Regions from separate parts of the Rattus norvegicus genome. Here region 1 is linked to region 2. A link is a contact called in public Hi-C data. All regions are on one chromosome and are shown on one strand. Each heading gives the region's core, a stretch centred on a gene start, on an enhancer-like site or on the middle of the called end of the contact. The rest is flanking DNA. Distances are from core to core; before and after follow the strand shown. Region 1 holds the start of Nfib (nuclear factor I/B). Region 2 has its middle 450 kb from the start of Mpdz.

The links. Hi-C and Micro-C count contacts between places; a contact is called where the count stands out from the background.
Region 1: a Hi-C map of psoas muscle shows a contact between it and region 2, with 3 times the contacts expected there. The contact joins the promoter of Nfib here to the enhancer-like site in region 2. A contact is called at or near these places in 1 of 12 Hi-C or Micro-C datasets (psoas muscle) and 1 of 1 datasets of contacts at active chromatin or transcription factors (oligodendrocytes).

The regions. Positions count from the first base shown.
Region 1 is chr5:102,018,389-102,021,706 of GRCr8, forward strand. Nfib (nuclear factor I/B) reads right to left here and starts at 1,557. Exons shown (of 12, transcript NM_001398938.1): 1 at 509-1,557. The coding sequence starts at 538.
Region 2 is chr5:101,415,806-101,418,911 of GRCr8, forward strand. No RefSeq gene overlaps it. Among named protein-coding and RNA genes, the nearest start is that of Mpdz, 450 kb to the left of the region's middle. Within about 2 kb of position 1,771, at least 3 of the 93 cell types and tissues checked have an H3K27ac peak or open chromatin away from gene starts, as enhancers often do.

The DNA of each region.
Region 1 (3,318 bases), core at 307-2,806, 600 kb after region 2:
GGGTTTTAGGTCCCCAAATACGCAAAGTAATAGGTCCTCTGGACCACCACCTAGACTGGTCTTGTCACCCGCCCACTGCGGGCAGCGGAGTCCAAAGGCGCTCAAGCCAAGCTCTCAGCCCCTTGCCCAAGAGTCCCTCTACAGCTGCTCCCAAGCCGGAGTCCGCCCCACGCGCACCGGCCAGGGAGTAAGGGTGCTGCCACAGCCACCGCCGCCGCGGTCGCCGCAGGCTCCTGCGGGGCTCACGGCCACAGGTCTCGGCCCGGCCCACCCTAGCAACCTCACCCGCCCGTTGCCGGATCTCCCCGCTTGGGCGCTGGGATGGGCGTATAAGGTAGCCGTGGTCCCACGCCGCCCGCACAGCCCACCGCAACTCCTCACTACTTCTCGGGAAGACTAGGGTGTGCCAAGGTTAGGCAAAGCCTTAGAGGGTCTGCAGCACAAGAGCAAGATACAACAAAGGCGTCTGGGGCCAGAGAAAGCTCGAGAAAGCGACCAAGATAAGTACCTGAGTGAGACAGATGGGAGAATACATCATGACTTCGCCTTAAAACGCACTTTCCCGGAGATGCCCAAGAAAATCTTCGAGAAGCAAGGATTTCATCTATTCATTTTACAGTCATCTGAGCCCAGCGGTGCGATCAATCAGGACGGGGCTCTGCGCCGGATCACCGCAACTTCGCAACAAACCCAGTCCTCCTTAAATAGCCAAAGATTCAAGTTCACTCGGCGAGCTAGATTTCCCGGGGTGAAATCCAATCTACACTTTTAACCCTCTTGCGGTCCGCGCGCGCCGGCCGAGCTCTCCGAGGCCGCCGCCGGTGCAGGCTGCTGGTCGCCCGGTTTAGGGGATTTGTTTTCTGTTTTGCAGTTGTTGTTGTTGTTGTTGTTGTTGTTGTTGTTGTTGTTGTTGGGGGCTTGGGGTGCGCGAGAGTTCGGCGTGTGTTGGATTGGGGTGGTGGTGGGTGGTGAAATGCTTTTTTTAAAAAAAGGCGGGGAGGGGGGCGCAGGAGGCCGGGCGGTGGGGAAAGCGAGGAGAATGTGTCACCGCGCTGGGAAAGTTCAAGGTTACCGCCGCCAATACTGCAGCAGGATCCGGGAGTGGCGAACGCAGGCGAAACTTTGCCGCGAGCCGACCATGTGTGTGCGCGAGGGGGAGCGCAAGCGAGTGCGCGCGGGTGGCGGGGCGCGCGCCGGAGAGGGCCGGGTGGGGGTGGGGAGGGGGGAGCAGGGAGAGGCCGGGGTGAGGGAGGGGGCGCAGGCGCGGAGCTCCCGGGCGGAAAAGCCTTTGCTGCGCTCCTGCCCCGCCACACCGCCGCCCGCCCGCCTCGCCCCGCGTCTGACCCGCCGAGCGTGGACTCCGCTGCCGGTGCCGATGCCCACAGCCCACGGAAGGGATCGGAAGGACCTCCTGAAAAAAATCCCAAACGATCGATCCCGCTTGGCTGCAAACTCCTCTTTTCTGTTCTGGGCGCTTTCCCCCTCCCTCTCTCGCTTTCTTTCCTTGAAAAACTTGCAAGTTGAAAGATTCACCGGTTCCACCCTCTGGACCCCGCTCGAGCTCTCTCCAAATCAGACTTAAGGATTGTTTTATTATTTAATTACACAATCACCGCTTTACTCCTCCTCCTCCAGCAAACGCGCGTTCCTTTTGCACCAGCCTCTCCACACCCCCCGCCCCCCACCTTCCTCCTCCTCCCGCGCGCCTCCCCCAGCCCTCGCGTCTCTCCCCCTCATTTGTTAAAGGTATCAGACCGGTGCCACAGTACTGGGACTTTTTTTTTTTTTTTTCAGAAATAGCTCTTCTCTCTGCCACTCTACTTGCACCCCCGAAAACCCGCCCAGGGAGAGGTTATTTCACTGCTCGCTGCAGACGCTCAAGCCTCAAGAACATCCTAAGTGGAGAAGCCCTGAACCGGCCTGGGCCCAAGAAAGAAACGAATGGAAAATTCCCTCACACCCAGGCCGCCCGGAGCTGGGGCTAGGGCGCCGACTCTAGCACCCCAGGCGGCTGGAGGGAGTGAGAGGGCGGAGGCTGGGGCCACAGTGAACTTGGCCTCCTGGAGTTGGAGCGAACCGGGGCGAAGCCGAGGGCGCGGCGGGCAGCCCAGCCCGGAGCCCTCAGTGGCGAGCGGAGAGGGGCGCCGGGGTCCCTGGGGTCCCCCGAGCCTCGCCGCCGCCGCTCGCCCTCCCCCGGCGCCCGGTGCACGTGGCCGCGCTCGGAGCGGGAAGGCCCCGCCACCACCACCGCTCGCCCCTCCTCTCCTCCTCCTGCCGCGCTGGCCGCGTCCCAATCCCCACCCCCAGGGCCCGGGGCGCCGGCGGAAAGCGGCTCCCTTCCCGCGGGGGTGCAAGGCAGGGCGGGGCCGCGGCGCGCCCGAGGCTGCGGGGCGGGAGCGCGCGGGGTGCGTGTGCGGCTGCGGTTCTTCCCCGGCCGCTCCCGCCAGCGCCCCGCCCCGCCCCCCGCCGAGTGAATGAACTTGATTCCCGGGACCTGGGAGGCGGCCGGCCCGCACCCCTATTCGCGCGGGCACTCTCTCCCACACACACCGCCCCCCAAATTCCGGGTTTCCGCTAGGGGTGGGTGGGGAAATGGAGGAATCAAAGGCTGCCCAGACAATGGAGAAAGAAAAGTGAGCGCCCGGGGCTCCGTGTCGCCCTAGCTTGGGGCCGCCGAGCGTTTCCAGGCCCCCCGCGGCCTCCCGCTCCCACCCTGCGCCCCGGACTTTCCCCCCTCAACTTTCTCCAGTCCTCGCACTCCTGACCACCGTGCCCTCCCCCAGCGGACCTGAAAGAACCAGTGACTTTTTCCTTCCCCAAGTGGAAGTTACCCACATCAAGCATTTCACAACGACACATCAAGAAAAGTAGGCAGGTTCAAGTCAACCATGAAATGGTCACTTTTTAACCCCGTCCTGTCCTCATTAGGGAAATGCTCAAACACAGTCCGTTTTCAAAAAGCGCTCTTAATGAGGCGAGCTTGCCAAGTCTACCAGCTGCAGCCCCTGTAAACCAAGAGCCCGGTGAAGAAAGGCGCAGGGGGTGTGGAGGCGGGGAGGGCGGCGGGTCTAGGAGGACAGGTAAAGTCGGGGAAACTGTGAGAACCAGGGGGAGTTAACCCTTTAGGGCACGCGCCACGGGGAGCGGTCCCCTACCCCTGCTAGGCAAATCCTCTAGTTAGCGTTCTGACAACGTTAATTTCCTTTGTACCGGTCATTTCTTCTTCTTGAAAAGCTGGGATAAAGTTGACAGTCTTTATAGATGAAAGGAGGTGACAGTTGGGGTTAATCCAAATAAATACTCACTTCTCTCATAATT
Region 2 (3,106 bases), core at 521-3,020:
AGCATCTACAATTGACAGAGCCAATGACTATGGACTGAATACTTTGAACTGTGAACCAAAACGAACCCTTCCTCCATTAAAATTGCTTGTGTCAGGTATTCAGTCACAGTTATTATGTAAAGAACATAACATTTGATAGTACAAATATTTAGTCCTACAAGTAGTATAAATCTACTACAAATATTTACTTTTTATAATTTAATTCCAATAGACTATAACTTAACTTTTAGACCCACAGGAATCAGTGGGAAAGGCATAAGGTTAGGCAGTGAAGATTTATTTTGGGGATAGAGAGCTCTACTCTCATAATAAACTTACAAATGGATACTTTTCCAATTCTAACGAGTTTCTCTGCTTTACATGTATTTCTACAGAAGTCTTAGATGCTGGTTCTAAATCCAAGAGATCTAGTGCTAAGCATGTCTAGAAACAGATCTATAAACTCTCTTCTAGAGAATAGACTACTACAAATATTGGCAGCAGTGGCCCATTTCCCTCTCTATTCTAACCTTGAGCATTTATATTTCACACCAAAGTTGTCAATATTATCTTATAATCAGGATTTGATGTCTCTGAGGTCTGTGCCAATCTACTCATCCTTGTGTTTCCAACACTAGCAGCAGCTCCAAGCCAAAAGGGAAAATATGCTCTATTAATATTTATTAAGTGAATAATATATTCAAATGAATATTAAATGTTGGTTATGAAGAACACCTGATTGAATCCTGATAAGAGTATTACACTTGTATACCATTACCATTCCTTACTCAAAGACTATGGCTCTGCCTAAGATCATTGCTGCTTTGTCATTTCCCTGTGTCACAAGTGGTGCATGCTAGACTTTTCAAAAGTTAAGTTTGATTGGTTTGATGAGACTCTAATGAAGGCTCAGCAACAATCTCTTCAAGCAATGAAAGTCCTGGTTTCTGTCATAAGTTCCCAACCACAGTATGAATACTGCTGCTACAGCCAATTTTAAGCCACCAAGGTAACATTAATGGTTTCACAATTCCAGAAAAATGTAGTATTTGGTTCTCACAGGCTGTTCCAACTGGCTTGGGGATACTTGTTTGACTACAAATTTAGAGTTCTTGCCCCTAAGCCAAGGCTGGTTGTCATGTTCCAGTCTTAATGACTGAAGATCCCACCAGTAACGGACTCCAAGACAATCAGCTATTGTAGACACTGCCTGTTGGCAGCTTCTCTCTTCCACCCCACTTTGCAGCTGGTCATATTACCAACAAATCCACTTAGCAGGAATGTTCTTTCTTCCCCTCCTGCTACTTATTTCTGCTTTTAAATGATGAATTAATCAGAATACAGAATGTTGAAGCAAATTACAGTCTTCCAACTTCCCATCTTTAATGTAAAGATATGAAAAACAACTTCTTTTGAGAGTTTTTCAGGAATGACGTCTGTGGGCCATTCAGTTGTCTTGAGGTACAATGACAGTTGATGGCTTGTATTTGTGATCAAATAACTCTGTTGTTATGGTAGTTGTGAGGAGCTGTTTATCTTCAGTGTTTTCAAGCAGAAAGAAAATGTTTAGAAAACCTCCCTAGGTCCCCCAAAGTCTTCTTGGAATTGTTTGGGATGCCTTGGAATGCTAGTGAAATCCACACAGGATGATTACAGGGTGGCTTTCGGCACTGTTAAAAACTCACGTTATCCCCAGAGACACTGCTGTGGAACATGCTGTAACGGGAGTGCAAAGTGCTGGGTCAACCAAATCGATTGTCTCTCTGTGACTTGGGGATTTCTCAGAGCCAGAAATGTTATCCAAGATTCATCCCTGTGACTGAGGAAAATTGCATCAGCTGTTCACAGGACACCAGATCTTAATGCAGCGTCTATTTAAGCAATGAACTGGAGGGCACATGCTGGATTACAGTGACTGGACGCACGTGTGACTGGGTGCAAGGAAATACTGTTTATTCTCTCTGGCTTCCAAACAAATTTAAAAAAAAATGTCTGGGAAGACATCATGTCAGAGAGTAACATAAAGGTCAGGATCAGGAAGAAAGATAGAATTATTCTATGTGGTTTTCTGTACACAGTATATGGGGGCTTGTTCTCACATAGCTCTAGCCATATGCAATTTAGATGCAAAGAATTTGATCAGTGTCTGAAGTAGTAGTTTATGGCTGAAGGTCAAAAGTCTTCCTCCGTGTCTCAGTGATGTTAACTACTTAATTCTCAAGCCTTACAATATCACTAGGATTCTCTTGTTCTTAATTTTCGTGAGTAAAAAAAAAGATGAGGGTTTGTAACACACAGCCATTTCCTGATCTTTGTAAGGTGTCTAGATTTCAGAAAATAATATTAAAATTAAATAGCCTTTGCTTTCTGAAAGTTACTTAAATAGAAACCATTTAAAAGAAAACAAATTATATTCACACTTCTAAAAACTTGCTAATATACAATTTTAGAAAACTCCAATGATATTTTCCTCTCTGGCCTCAGCTACAAAGATTGGGATACAAGTGTAAGGAACACGCATGCTAGACACCCAGATGGCTCGGAAAGTGTTTGATGTCTGTCATCACCGAGGCCAAACACCTGGATGGCTGCATTCATTTTCACTCTCTAGACAGGTGTCTTGAAACCTTGGAAATTAGATTGAATTTGATGCAGTGTAATTCATACAGCTGAATGGGGTGCAGTAAATAGTGAAATGGGAGAAAAAAATTCTTGTACTACCGACTCCTTCCCCATCATGTTCCCTCATAGTTTTTATGTTTAATTGTCATTAAATTGTTACGAGGCATTATATTTATCATATAGATGAGGAAACCATGCTTCAGGAAGTTGAATTATTTATGATTAGCACATATTTTAAGAGTGATAATGCTGATATCTAGAGTTCTTTAATAGAAGAGAGTTATAAGCAAATGCACTCCCATTATAAGAAATAAATGGAGAGCTGAGGAGAGTAGTGTTCCAGAATAAATAAGATAGCACAAAGGTACATGTAACAATGAAACAGATACAAACAGTATTCTTGTTGTTCACTGCAAGGGATTTTTAATCTAGGTGTATTATGGAGTACGGGGCAAGAAAGCCAACCCCGGATAAATGGCTGCTGTTGACAGGTCTCTGGGTTGTG